Regions from separate parts of the Gossypium hirsutum genome. Here all the other regions are linked to region 2. A link is a contact called in public Hi-C data. All regions are on one chromosome and are shown on one strand. The core of a region is the stretch at or near the end of the contact, and the rest is flanking DNA. Distances in the headings are between cores, read along the strand shown. Region 1 holds the start of LOC107913662 (ethylene-responsive transcription factor ERF060). Region 2 holds the start of LOC107913657 (acyl-coenzyme A oxidase 2, peroxisomal). Region 3 overlaps LOC107913660 (a long non-coding RNA gene).

Region 1 (4,697 bases), core at 35-2,534, 370 kb after region 2:
AGATTAAATAATCACTTAAATAAATTTTCATTAATATTGTCAACAATTTTATACAAATATGAAAATATTGATCTTATAATATGAAAATAAAATTATAAATTTCCCAGTTCTCACTAAACATTGTAAAATACATAATGATAAATTTAGTCCTTAACGTTTATATCTTTTTTTTTTTATCAATTTGGCCTTTATTCTTTTTTTTAATTAAAATTGTCTCTTAAGACTTCAAAAAGTAGTCAAATCACTGTCTTTAAAAGAAATGTTGGTTAATGCATTAATTTTTTAACGATGCTGGTATGGTAACCTGCAAAAGTATTTAAATGTACTTCATGATGACATAATACTATTTGTCTTTATGTAACATCAACAAATAATTTAATAATTATAAAACATTCAAAAAAATTTAATAAAATAACTCAAAATTTTTAAAAAAATATAAAATGTTCATAATAATTCAAAAAATAGTATGAATTACACGTGGATTGCTATACAAGTTATGTCTAAAAATATAACATTTTAGTCAATATTTTCGTTAAAAAAATAAAAATTTGAGTATTTTTAAAAGATTAATGGTCACATTCAACTCTTTTAAAAGATTAAGAACTAAATTTAATTAAAAAATAAATAATAATCAAAATGACAAAAGATATAAAGATTAAAAATTAAAATTTTTATTATACCATAATAAAATTACTAACTTCATATTATAAAACTTATAATAATTTATTTTTACATATATAAAACTGTGACTTGAAATTCTTATTAGACATATATTTCATACTAATTTAAATTGTGTTTTTTTTAGTGTAAATTTAATTTGTGTTACTTGATCTCACCTAATATTGTATAAAAAAACTTGTAAAAAAAAAAATTAGAGACCGTGTAGCCACCGTTTCAGAGCATCTAAAAGGTGCGGACCACAGAAGGCACCTATTTTGCTTTATGAATATGAAATTCCATCAGACAGGTCAGGCTTTGCCGCAAATCAAACACAACAGGACAAAAAAGATCATTAAATTGTAAAAAGGCTAACCCCAGCACAGTCAACCAAATTTCACCAATCGCTGTAAGACACGTATAAAACTACCCTTCTGCTGGCTGACACCTGCCGGTTAACGTTTCAAGTAAATGGCGAATCCCCATTGGAGCCCAGTAACTTCCTTTGTCCCCACCGAATAAAGGCATTATTAGGCATCCTTGAAAGTTGACGAGAAGGAAGGTGATAAATTTAATTAATTAATTAATTAAAAAATCTAAAGGGATTTGAGAGAGAAGCACATGGGTAGAGGGTTATATAAATAGAGATAAGGTGACCCTGGAAATGCATGAGAGTAAAACACCAAGGTGAGGCCACTCCAGAAAATAAAATAAACAATTGAGAGTTTTCAGAATTTTCAACAGTGTGCGAGCATTTTCAGTTTTCTTCTTAATCCCCCCCTTTTCTGTAACTCCCCGCTTCTCTGAATCCCTTTCTGTAATCGTCTGTCTTTCAAGCCGAAAAAGTTTCTGTCAAGAACAAACCTAAACTATCATAGCAGGTGTTTTTGGTTTTTCTGAAAGCCAGGTGATCCCAGAATAGAGATCCAGATTTCCCTTTTTTGTTTTTGTTTTTCAATATTTATTATCATCAGCTAAGAGGGTTTATTTTTGGTCCCTCAAGGTTGTTTTTTTTTTTAATCAAACTAGTACCTGTTCTTTGGTTTTGGTTAAGATACAGGTTTTTACCTAGTTATTGAATATGGCAGCAGCTATAGATATGTATAATAGCAGCAGCAACAGCTCAGTTTTCTCAGATCCTTTTAGTGCGGAGTTGATGAAAGCGCTTGAACCTTTTATGAAAAGTGCTTCATCTACCTCTCCTTTATCTTCTTCTTCTTCATATTCACAGTCTAACCTGTATCCTGAATTTTTCTCCCCATGGAGGACCCATTTGTGCTCAGAACAAGGGTTCTGTAACTATCAAAACTTGATGGGTTTTGAGCAAACAGGTTCAATTGGGCTAAACCAACTCACCCCTTCTCAAATCCTCCAAATCCAAGCTCAAGTCTATCAGCAGCAGCAGCAGCAGCAGCAGGTTGCTTCTAGGCCTACGACCGCATCCCTAAAAAACCAAAGGTTCAACTTTCTTTCCCCAAAAGCTGTCCCCATGAAACATGTGTCTTCCACCCCTTCAAAGCCTACCAAGCTGTACAGAGGGGTGAGACAGAGGCACTGGGGCAAATGGGTAGCTGAAATCAGACTCCCCAAGAACCGAACTCGCCTTTGGCTTGGCACTTTCGATACAGCAGAAGCAGCAGCTTTGGCTTATGACAAGGCTGCCTATAAGCTTAGAGGAGAGTTTGCCAGGCTCAACTTCCCCCACCTCAAGCACCAAGGAGCTCATATTTCTGGAGAATTTGGTGACTACAAGCCCCTCCATTCTGCAGTTGATGCAAAGCTCCAAGCCATCTGCCAGAGCTTACAGAAACAAGAGAATTCAGGAAAGGCCTGTTCTGTTCACGATTCAAAGCCCAAGGTTGAGTTTGATTACCCTGTGAAGCGTGAGGAGTTTGATCAGTCTCCAAGATTTGCTAGTCCTAAAGTTGAGATGAACTCCCTGTCATCATCATCATCCTCATCCCCATCCCCGGATTTATCCGATGAGTCATTGGCAGGATCTTCTTCACCAGAATCTGATATCACTTTCTTCGATTTCTCTGATTCAAAGTGGGATGACAACGAAATTTTCGGTTTGGAAAAGTACCCTTCAGTGGAAATTGATTGGGAAGCCATCAGGGAACTATCTGAGTCTTAAAAGAAAAAAAAAATTACAGCTACTATCATGTAATCTTATTGTAATTTCTTAGGTCAAGTATCTTTTGTTTGGTCATGTAGGTCTTTTTAGTGGGTCTGCAGTGATCTCTACAATGAAATTTTTGACATTTGTAGAGGTTAATTAGGTGTCAGTTTAGAATCTGTATGTTGTTATAAATATGTGTAACAGAGAGGCATCTCCTCCTAGACTGCTCTTGCTGGTACCTTTTTTTCCTAGCAATGGCTTTTGGAGAGCTTCAAGTTTATGTTTATTTGCATCATTACTGGAGGTCGACTGTAAAGTTTTCTTTCGAATATGTCTATATATTTATATTATTTATAGTTAACGTACTTTTTTGTTCTTTAATTTTTATATTTTTATGCAAATGTAAATGGTTTGCATGTGATGGTGTTCTATTCTGGTTCTTCACGCGTTGGTTCCCTTGATAATATATCTGTTAAGACATCGTTCATTGTCTCTTAAACAGTGCAAATCAAACAAAATTTTGATGTAATCTATGAAATGGTGCCATATTACATAAATCAGAATAAAGCAATCGAAACCAATTGATTCCATTGTTTTATAATTGTTATCTGATTGTGGTTTATAGTGGAGAATTGTTCATGTTCTAATCTGTCTAGACAATGTGTTTCCCATTGAATCTTTTTAGGTTGCTTTCTAATTTATCAACACATTTTTTTATTATTGTTAATTATATATTTTAAAAAATTATCGTTTATGTATGTTTCACGATTTATAAAAATTAAACTTTTTAGAGTTTGTGATTGGTTTTTTAATAATATTATTTTTAAGGTTTTAATGTAAAATTTTCCTCTACAAATATTATGTGCTTTATTATTATATCTAATATCTTTTGTTTTAATTATGTTTTTATTAATGGGTGCATATACAACAAATTAGTATTAGTTGCAGTATTTGAGGTGTTTTTATTTGACTTGCAAAATTATTCAAATGTGAGGGCAGAGGGATGGAGGCTTGGGATTAACTTTTTTAAATTTAGCTGGAGTTTATTATTATTAATTTGAATTAAAGCTTGGGATTATTTTTAAAAATAAAAATAAAAAGTCACAAAAAGCAATTTCATTCATCATAAAGAATTAGCAATGACAAAATCATGAAACTAGTGGGGATAATCCACACCGAAACGAGTTTCATGTCTAGATAACAAGCCTATGCGACTAATCATGTTGGCAACCTTATTAGCTTACCTACTGGTAAAATGAAAGTTTAAAAGTATTAAAGTTCTAAAACACATAGGCAAATTGGGCCAAGAGAGTTAAATTCAATGCAGCATGTAGAAATTTCGAAATTATCAAGAGAGAATTGAATTATAATGTCACTAAAGTTCGAGTCCCGCCCAAGCTCAAGGTCCATTTGCATTGCGTAGGCCTCCGCCTAGGTAGTGTCCCAACAATTAGGAACATGATGTGCTAAACCTTTGAGTACTAGGCCATCCTCATCATGTACAATACATCTTAAATCAGCTACCCACACCCCAAGCATCATTCATAACGATCCGATTTCTAATGGTGTAAAAAAATTTAATTTCAGATCAAATTAATTTAATTGAGTTAATAAATAATTAAAATAGAATAATTAATGTCGAGTAAGGAATCGAGGAGTTGAATTAGTAAGTGTGATTGAATTAAATCGATTATTAAAAATAGTACTAGGACTAAAGTGTGTGTATATATGTAAGATAAGTGGGAGAGAGAAGATTTTCTTCTTCACTCTCTTCCACCGTACACCAAGGAAAGAAAGAAACAATTTTCCATTCATTTCCCATTCTTGTCCACTAGCTTGCTTAAAGAAGGTGAGCTTTAGTTTGAATTTTTACTAGGAATTTGTTAAGGAATGTTAGATAATACTAGCCTATGCCTTA
Region 2 (4,181 bases), core at 1,074-3,573:
ATGTGTCTTCTTCATCTCTGAATATTTCTCTACCAAATACTGAGTGGCAAAATGAAATGCATAAGTTGAAGCCAACATTGGCATGAGCTTGTGCTGCTGAGATTGATAATCAAGAATGCTGACTTCAGGCTGTTTTGGAGGACCAAACTGCTGACGTAGTAAGGAGTATCGTACTGCAATAGTGACAGCAATCTTGAGGATACCAACTGAAGAATGTGCAAGGCCAACCCTCCCACCTACAAGTTCACCAAGAGTAGCAGCAAAACGTTTGTTTATTGTAGGGAGACTACTTGTGTATTTTCCATCTCGGGTGACATCCCCAAATCGATTAAGAAGATTATCTCGGGGAATTCTAACTGAACGGAATCTCAGTGCTCCATTATCCACCCCATTCAGGCCAATTTTGTGGCCACAATCATTTATTTCAATTCCGGGAAGTGGCTGGTGAGTTTTAAGATCCCTTATTGGCACAATGAAGGCATGGACTCCCATATCAGAAACTCCTTTAGAGTCATGAGTTGGTAAAACCAACCTAGCAAAAACTGTTGCAAACTTGCCATGAACCGCAGCATTGCCAATCCACCATTTAATAGCCCCATCGTTTGGTGTGTCAATTATAAATTCATCTGTAATTGGATCAAATGTTGCAACGGTTTGAAGACCTTGAACATTTGAGCCTTTGAGCAAAAATTTGACAGTTTAGTTTGGCATGCAAGCTTGGCAGATTATGAACAAAAAAAAAATCACTTTAAGACAGAAACATGGGGGCACTTTGCAATATTAGAATGATGCTCTAACATGAAAAGCACAGTAACCACTCACACCATATCATCACAAATATTTTCTTCAGCATAAATTGTCTTCTTTAACTTACTTTATGCCTATAACATGAATTTATTAATAATATAATTACATATTTAATTCACACTCTGTTGCATGCCATGATGAGTTCTAGTGCAGAACAGTAGAAGGATAATTTCAAAGGAAGCACAACAATATACATCTAAGAAACAGAAGAGGGAAAAAAATGTAAATAAATAAAGAACAGACGGCTCACCATGATGTAGTTCTGTCATAGCGAAGCAACCAAGATAATCCAAATTGTCAATACCATCAAAATACTTATCTCGGTGCTTTTTAGTGCCTAAGTTCAACACAGAACCTCCCCAAAGACTGCATAATAAAGCATTCAACATCAACTAACGATATAAATCTAGAAATTCTACAAGCTATATCACGTCGGTTAGCATCATGCATCTATATCAATGAATTTTCATCCATGATACACTTCATTCCATCATCACATTCAATACTTTAACTAACAGTATTTTACCAAGAATAAACTCAGATGCAGTATTCGGTCCTCATGAACAATAAAAAAATTACGCAAAACAAACCGACCTCCCAAACTCAGTCTCCAAGCATTTGTATCCAAAACCCACATACCTAAAACTCAAATTTTAACCCCAACCCCCCACCCCCAAAATATTTCCAAGACTAAACCTTTAATGGCAAAAGAGACAGAAAAGCAACAACATATTTACCTATACTGGACACCAAATTTGATACCAAGTGATATATCAATACTCCCAACCGCCTCAGAAATAGCAAAATACTTAGCAGGATCTTCAACAACATATCTAAAAGGCTTGATCTTTCCTTCTCTAACTAACCCCAAAAGCTGTCTCAAACAAAGCTCCCTATGTTCTTTCATTGAAATCTCAGTCGGGGTTTGCAAATCAGGCCTTGAGTTAAAAAAATCAAAAATCTTCTCTTGAATTTCCCTATGCTTCCCTCTCATGTAGCTTGAAAGGGAGGCTACGTCGACCTCCTGCTTATTGGCCTTGGCGCAGGTCAGCATGTCGAGCTGAGGTGAACATTGGAGGGGCGGAAGTGGGATCAGGTGAAGGGACAAGCGTTGGATACGACGGGTCACGGTGGCGACGGATGGTTGTGATTTATCCTCGACCGTCTGACTCGGTTCCATAATTTTCTTTAGCCAAAAGAAAACTAAAAACAATGGGGAGGGGAAGTAAAGGGTTTTTTTATTTTCCTTTTCTTTTCGTTTCTTTTCTTTCCTTTTCGATTTTTCCGGGACGGAATGAGACTGCGAAGGGGGGGGGAGATTGAGTAATTTAAAAGAAAAGGTACTGAAGACGTGTCATTTGGCCGGTTAGTACGTGGCAATGGACGATTGGATAAGTGGAAGGTAGTTATTTGGCTCGCTTTGCAATGTGGAGAACGGATAAATTGATAACGTGGATGATATGGGCAGATGATAGGGTATAATGTGGGTATACTATCCCCCACCTTTGAATGATTAATGGCTGCCAAATATAATATTACGTTTTCTTTAAAAAGAATTGGATAAGTAAGCATTTAATAATATTGAGATTATATAATACATTCAACGTTTGACATTTTGGAAGAAATGGGGTTTGGCGTGTATTAAAAATAGATATGAATTTTTGTAAATTTAGTTATTAATTTTTATACTTTTTATATTTTTAATTTGATTTTTATTTTTTTTAGTTAAATATGGCCACTAACCATAAAAAAAACTAAAATTTAACTATTAAGTTTTTGAAAAGATAGTCAAAAATTTTTTTAACGAGAATACTAACTAAACCGTTAATTTTTTAAACATAATAGTCTACATAGGAATCCATGTCTACTCCATAGTTTTTTATTTGAATTTTTATGAACTTTTATATTTTTTAATTTTAATTTTATAATTTTTAAATTATTTGTTGACATGACATATAAAACAAATTATGTTATGTTAGCATAATCTGCATATAGATTGTCATGCGAGTTGCCACGTTAACTATAATACTTTAATTTTTTATTTCTAAAAAAATAATAGAAAAATTAAGTATGTGAAAGGTGAATTAATTATTTGAAAATTAAGTGTGAATGGTGGGAAGTAGTAACAAATAAATTGATTTTTTCTTAAGTTGGAAGAAAATAAAAGAAAAAGAGAGAAAAGAAAGGAATTTTTTTATGCATTTTTCTCGAGTTTTTTCTTAAACCATAGTCAAATTTCATTTCCTAGAGTGCTATGGAAATTTTTTCTACCATGAAAACTACTTAGTTGAAGAAGGAAGTGAAGGAAAATCTTTGGAAAGTGAAGAGAAAGTAAAAGTGAATATTTTTCTGAAGATTTTCATGTTTTTTCTAATATGAAATCATGAAAAGATTATGTTGGATGCAAGATAATGGTTATGTTTTATATATGTATGCATGGAGAGGAAAGAAAAAGATGAAGGGAAGGTGATCAAAGTAAAGGAAAGCTTTGAATAGAAAAGAGACGGGTTAAGTTCAAGTAAAGAAAATAGGTATACTTAATTGAATTTATGCTTGTTTACCTTAATTTAGATGTTTGAGTATTTAAGTTTAATATGAAATAACTAAGATATTAATTTGAAAGTATACTATGATTAATGAAGTTTAGAAATTATGTGATTAAGTTAAATTATTATAAGAATTATGTTTAAATAGAAGTAAGTCATGAATGCCAAATTTACAAGTGAGTAAGTATGATAATTGAATATATTTATGAAATAGAATATGATTATGATTATTGAGTATGAATATTGAATTTAATAGTGAATATATACACATATAAGCATGTTAGTAAAATAAAAGAGAAATGAATTTACAGGTGCATGTGTATCAAAAGGAAAATAAATAAAAGTTAGTATAAGCTTTAAGAATTAATACAAGTTAAATAATAGTTTGAATGATAATAAGTATGATATGTGATATGTAATATGCTTTTTGGTGTAATGAGGGGCCAAGGTTTGGTTGGGAAAAAGGTTGGTGGATCAGGGTATCAGCGGGTTGAAAGACTTCTAGAGTTTTGTTTATGCTTATGATTTTTGGAATATGGTGTGTTGATTGAAATCTAGAGTTCTGTTATCAAAGTTCCGTTAGAGGTTAGGAATTTTATTTTGACCTAGGACTCTAAGAGTTTTGTTACTGAAATTTTGATTATGATTACAATTTGTTAATGATACATGTAACATTTGTGAACATGTATGAAATTATATAATTAAATGATAGAAATGAATAATGAATTTAGTTAAATTATTTATGAATTGAATGGTGAAATGTATGAATTAAGTAAAATAATGTTATTAGATAGTATAAGTAACTTATTAAATTATTTTTATTGAAAT
Region 3 (4,147 bases), core at 685-3,184, 320 kb after region 2:
AATTTTTAAAAATTTAGTGCTCAATGTTTACAAACTAGACAATCCTCAAATGCCTTGCTTTCCTTATACTTCAAATGACTAAGAACTTAATATCTTTCAATGATAATTAATCCAGTTTTTGTTAGCTTGAGCTAGCCATTGACGAAGCAAATCAAAGCTCATTTTTTTTAAGTTGTTAGACATACAATTAGATTAAATTAATGAAGTGGGTACTTTTTTTAATTTTCAAGTAATTGAATTAGGTACTAAAATTTGGGTTGTTTTGTTTCTTGTTGTTGTTCATTTTTACATTGAATCAAATGCAAGGACAATGTCAAAAAAATGCTACAAAGAAAAATAAAATTGCAAAATGATCAAATTACACACTATTAAAGCTTTAAGGGTTTAATTTATTTTAGAATCTATCAAATTAGCATAATATATAAATGTTGAAGGTTAAAATTGTTAATATGTCAATTTTAAAAGTTACCGCAACAACTTTTTGTTATAACAATGTTAATTGGTGACAAAAAAAATTGAATAATTATATGAAATTTTATAATTTTTCATAGTTGAGCGACAAAAAAAGAAACTTACTAATAGTAAGTGACTACAGTATAATTTTCTATTTTTATTATATTACAAGATATTTATATATTTATTTATCTATATTAATATAATTACTTTAATTCAGCATCTAATTGTGCCCCAATTTAATTGTGAAACATTCAAAGACTTTTTAAATAAATAAAATATTAATATAAAATTTATGTGATTTTAAATAGTTTATATAAAGTTTTTGTAAAAAGATTTACTTAAAAAACATAATATCAATGTTTGATCTTAAGGTAACTGTAACTAGAACTCAACCAATACTACAGTATAAATGATGTATCTAAAAACAATTGAAAAAGAAAAGCAGAAAGAGAGAGAGTAGAGTAGGCGAATGCGAATGCAAATGAAAGGGCTGAAAGTGATGTCCACGTAAGAAACGACGTGTAAGCGCGTCAAAGTAGGTCCCATGCCTACTTACGTACATACCCACATCCTTTCACATGATCCAACATTTAATTATTTCAATTTCAGTGGCTTTCGAAATTGGGAATTGAGGAATATAATATATATTTTCTTTTGAAAGAATTGAGGAATATAATATAATATAATATGGGATCCTTTTTTCGCGTTCTTTTTACGCAACTATTAACTCCTTTCATTTCTCAACGTTTTGACTTTTAATTTATTTCAACCTTACCTCTGCTCGCTTTACAATTCTTGAATCATGGTGTTTAGACGCTTTCTTTTTTTTTTTATAATTTTAAAAATTTTGGTTACTCCAATTTATTTTTATTTAGGGTCATATTTAAAAGTTTAAAATATACTGTATGTTTTTGTATTTTTCTTAATTTTAAAATTTTGTATTTTTATTTTTAAGAACTTAATTCTTTTATTTTTTAGATTTTAATATTTATGTTCAATTATTAATATTATTAAATTTATTTTATTAAATTTATTGATATAACATTTAAAAAAATACTTACTTAATAATTATGTAAAAGGCTATAAAATTTCTTTTATCAAATAAAATTTAGAGATTCAAATCTTAAAATTAATATAAAAATAAAATTATAAAAGAAAGGTTGAAAAATTCAATCAAAGCTAACCGATCTCAACCCTAAATGAGATGCCCTTACTTTAGAAGGTAATAGTTTCCCTTCACCTAAATTAATTTAAAATATCTGTGTAATATAAACCTATGGGTATCCCATCCAAAATATTCATGAGGTTGGAAGGAATAGATGCACTCATAGAAATGTGTGATCAAGCGAGCTCAAGTCAGCCCTTTTTTTTTTCTTTTATATATTTTAGTTTTAAAATTGTGTATAAAACCAACCTTTGAGATATGTGAAGAACCCAATGCCTATATTTTGGCTTTCCTCCAAATTAAATCCCAACAATCTTTTCTCAGAAGTTCTCTCTCAACCTGGCGCCGCAATTGACGTTATCTTCAGCTATCCCTATCTCTATCCTGTTGGCTACCTGTATTTTGTCATCGCCACATGATTTCACCTATATAATAATACTAAAATGTAAAAAAATTATGAGGTCTAAATTTTTTATATTTAAGTTACATCTTGAATTTATATTTATTTTTATATTGATATCCGAAATTTTTCAGTCTAAGTTAAGTTTTAAATTTGACAAAATTTTCACATATGAAGATAATTGTCAAGTTTATACCCTAATATGAAAACTATTGTCAAGTTTAAGTTTAACTTGGATAAAAAAATTCAAGCTTCAATGTGAAAAAATATTGTCCAAGTTCAAGCTTTAATATAAGAATAACCGAACTTAACTTGGGCAAAGAAAATATTCAAATCCCAACATAAAAAATGTTATCAAGTTTAAATCCCAAATAACGATTTAACCCAAATCAAATGTTGGTTGCAATAATAAAGTTGAGGTTTTTTACATATTGATGATATAGATTTAGATCTTATCATTTATAATTTTTCATTGATTTTATTTAAAATGTTAAAAAAATAAAAATACTTTTATAAAATATAATTTATTTCAAATATATAAAAGTAGTTTAATAAATTTTTTAATAAAATCGATGTTTAGTTAACTTGTGACACTACTCAATCAACAATTTAGATAATCATATAAATGAGGTTGGTATATGTATGATTTTAGTGTATATTTAATCTATATTAAAAATATAAAAAGAAATACATAAAACGTTAGAAGGAGTAAAATAGTAATTATCGAAGATACTAGATTCGGAATGAAGTATTCATTCACGAAACCTATTCTGCTCCACCACTTTTATCAACCTTTAATAAAGTTCTAAATCAATGAATTTAATGTGAAATTCATGAAGTGAATCAAGTTATTCTCTCGGTTTAGTTTTATACTATTATAAAATCTCAACATATCATTTTAATTAAAACGATAGAAAAATGAAATATCAATATTATGAAAAATATACCACTTAAACAGCATTGTGTTTTTATGGTAACAAGATGTAAAAAGCATCAATTATGAGCAAATATAGGGTTAGAGTTAGGTAACAGAAACTTTCTGTCTATCCATATTTGATCATCAATTAATAAAGGCGTAAAATGAAAAATTCTCACACTAATGGGAAAACCTTTTATCAGATAAGCTAAAGAGTCCGTAACAGAATTTACCTCACTAGGTACTTACTTAATGAATATTCTCCATTAACGCTTTTGATAGATAGAGTCTCAATAATAACATTTACCCATTTAGCCTCTCAAACTAATTATAGGGAATTGAAATATTTTTAGGGCTGGATTCATTTTAGTTTCGAATATTTTATTATAATCGATTCATTTCTCCAATTTTTATTTATTTTGAATTATAGTTTTTAGATTTATTTTAACAAAAAAAATATTTATTTATAACTTTTGGACATTATTTGATAAAATTTAAAAGTATTTTTTATAAATATTTCTAAAAATAATTTTCAAATAAATAAAATTAATTAATAACTCGTATATGTTTTTTTAATGTTTTTATTTAAAATTTTTAAGTAGGTATTTTTTATTTACCTTGCTCAACCTTAACTTTTATAACATAAAACTACCTACATTTTATAAATTAAAATTACTTGATAGTTATATTTTCACCCACATAATAACTTATTCAAATTTTAGTATTTATAATACTAGATATCGCACGCATATGCATGTAAAAATCACATATTTAGAATAATTTGTATTTCAAAATAACATACAAGAAATAATAAAATGTAAGGTTTGAAATTAATAATAATAACAACATATCTGGAATATGTATGAAACTAAAATAAATAGTTTAACTTCTAAGTAAAAAAATTGAAATAGGTAAATACATCATATTAAGAATATTAAATGCACTCAAAGTATTTACCATGGTATTTTCATTCTTCTATAGCACGTTAAAAAGTTATTAAGTTGATGAAAACAATTCAATATTAAAGTTTTATTTTTAAAATATTAAATATCGAGTTGACTTATCTCACTAATGCAATCAATAACATTATCGATAAGATACACAAATTTTGTGAGAGAAAACATTTTATATTAAAAGTTAATTTTTTTAAGTTTACTCAAAAATTTGTTTATAAATCCATTAAACACAGCTTCAATCCCTAGACATGTTA

Evidence for each region. Hi-C and Micro-C count contacts between places; a contact is called where the count stands out from the background.
Region 1: a contact with region 2 is called in a Hi-C map of leaf, with 2.7 times the contacts expected there. The contact joins the promoter of LOC107913662 here to the promoter of LOC107913657 in region 2. A contact is called at or near these places in 4 of 34 Hi-C or Micro-C datasets (leaf and seedling).
Region 3: a contact with region 2 is called in a Hi-C map of leaf, with 4 times the contacts expected there. The contact joins the enhancer-like site here to the promoter of LOC107913657 in region 2. A contact is called at or near these places in 4 of 34 Hi-C or Micro-C datasets (leaf and petal).

The regions. Positions count from the first base shown.
Region 1 is chrD11:36,697,852-36,702,548 of Gossypium_hirsutum_v2.1, reverse strand. LOC107913662 (ethylene-responsive transcription factor ERF060) reads left to right here and starts at 1,284. Exons shown (of 1, transcript XM_016842312.2): 1 at 1,284-3,140. The coding sequence starts at 1,739. The coding sequence ends at 2,794.
Region 2 is chrD11:37,064,674-37,068,854 of Gossypium_hirsutum_v2.1, reverse strand. LOC107913657 (acyl-coenzyme A oxidase 2, peroxisomal) reads right to left here and starts at 2,323. Exons shown (of 7, transcript XM_016842309.2): 1 at 1,545-2,323; 2 at 1,058-1,173; 3 at 1-677. The coding sequence starts at 1,987.
Region 3 is chrD11:36,740,883-36,745,029 of Gossypium_hirsutum_v2.1, reverse strand. LOC107913660 (a long non-coding RNA gene) reads left to right here. Exons shown (of 4, transcript XR_005920537.1): 4 at 1-220. Among protein-coding and RNA genes, the nearest start is that of LOC107913660, 6.1 kb to the left of the region's middle. Within about 2 kb of position 1,934, at least 5 of the 9 cell types and tissues checked have an H3K27ac peak or open chromatin away from gene starts, as enhancers often do. A contact at or near this core is called in leaf, where this site is marked.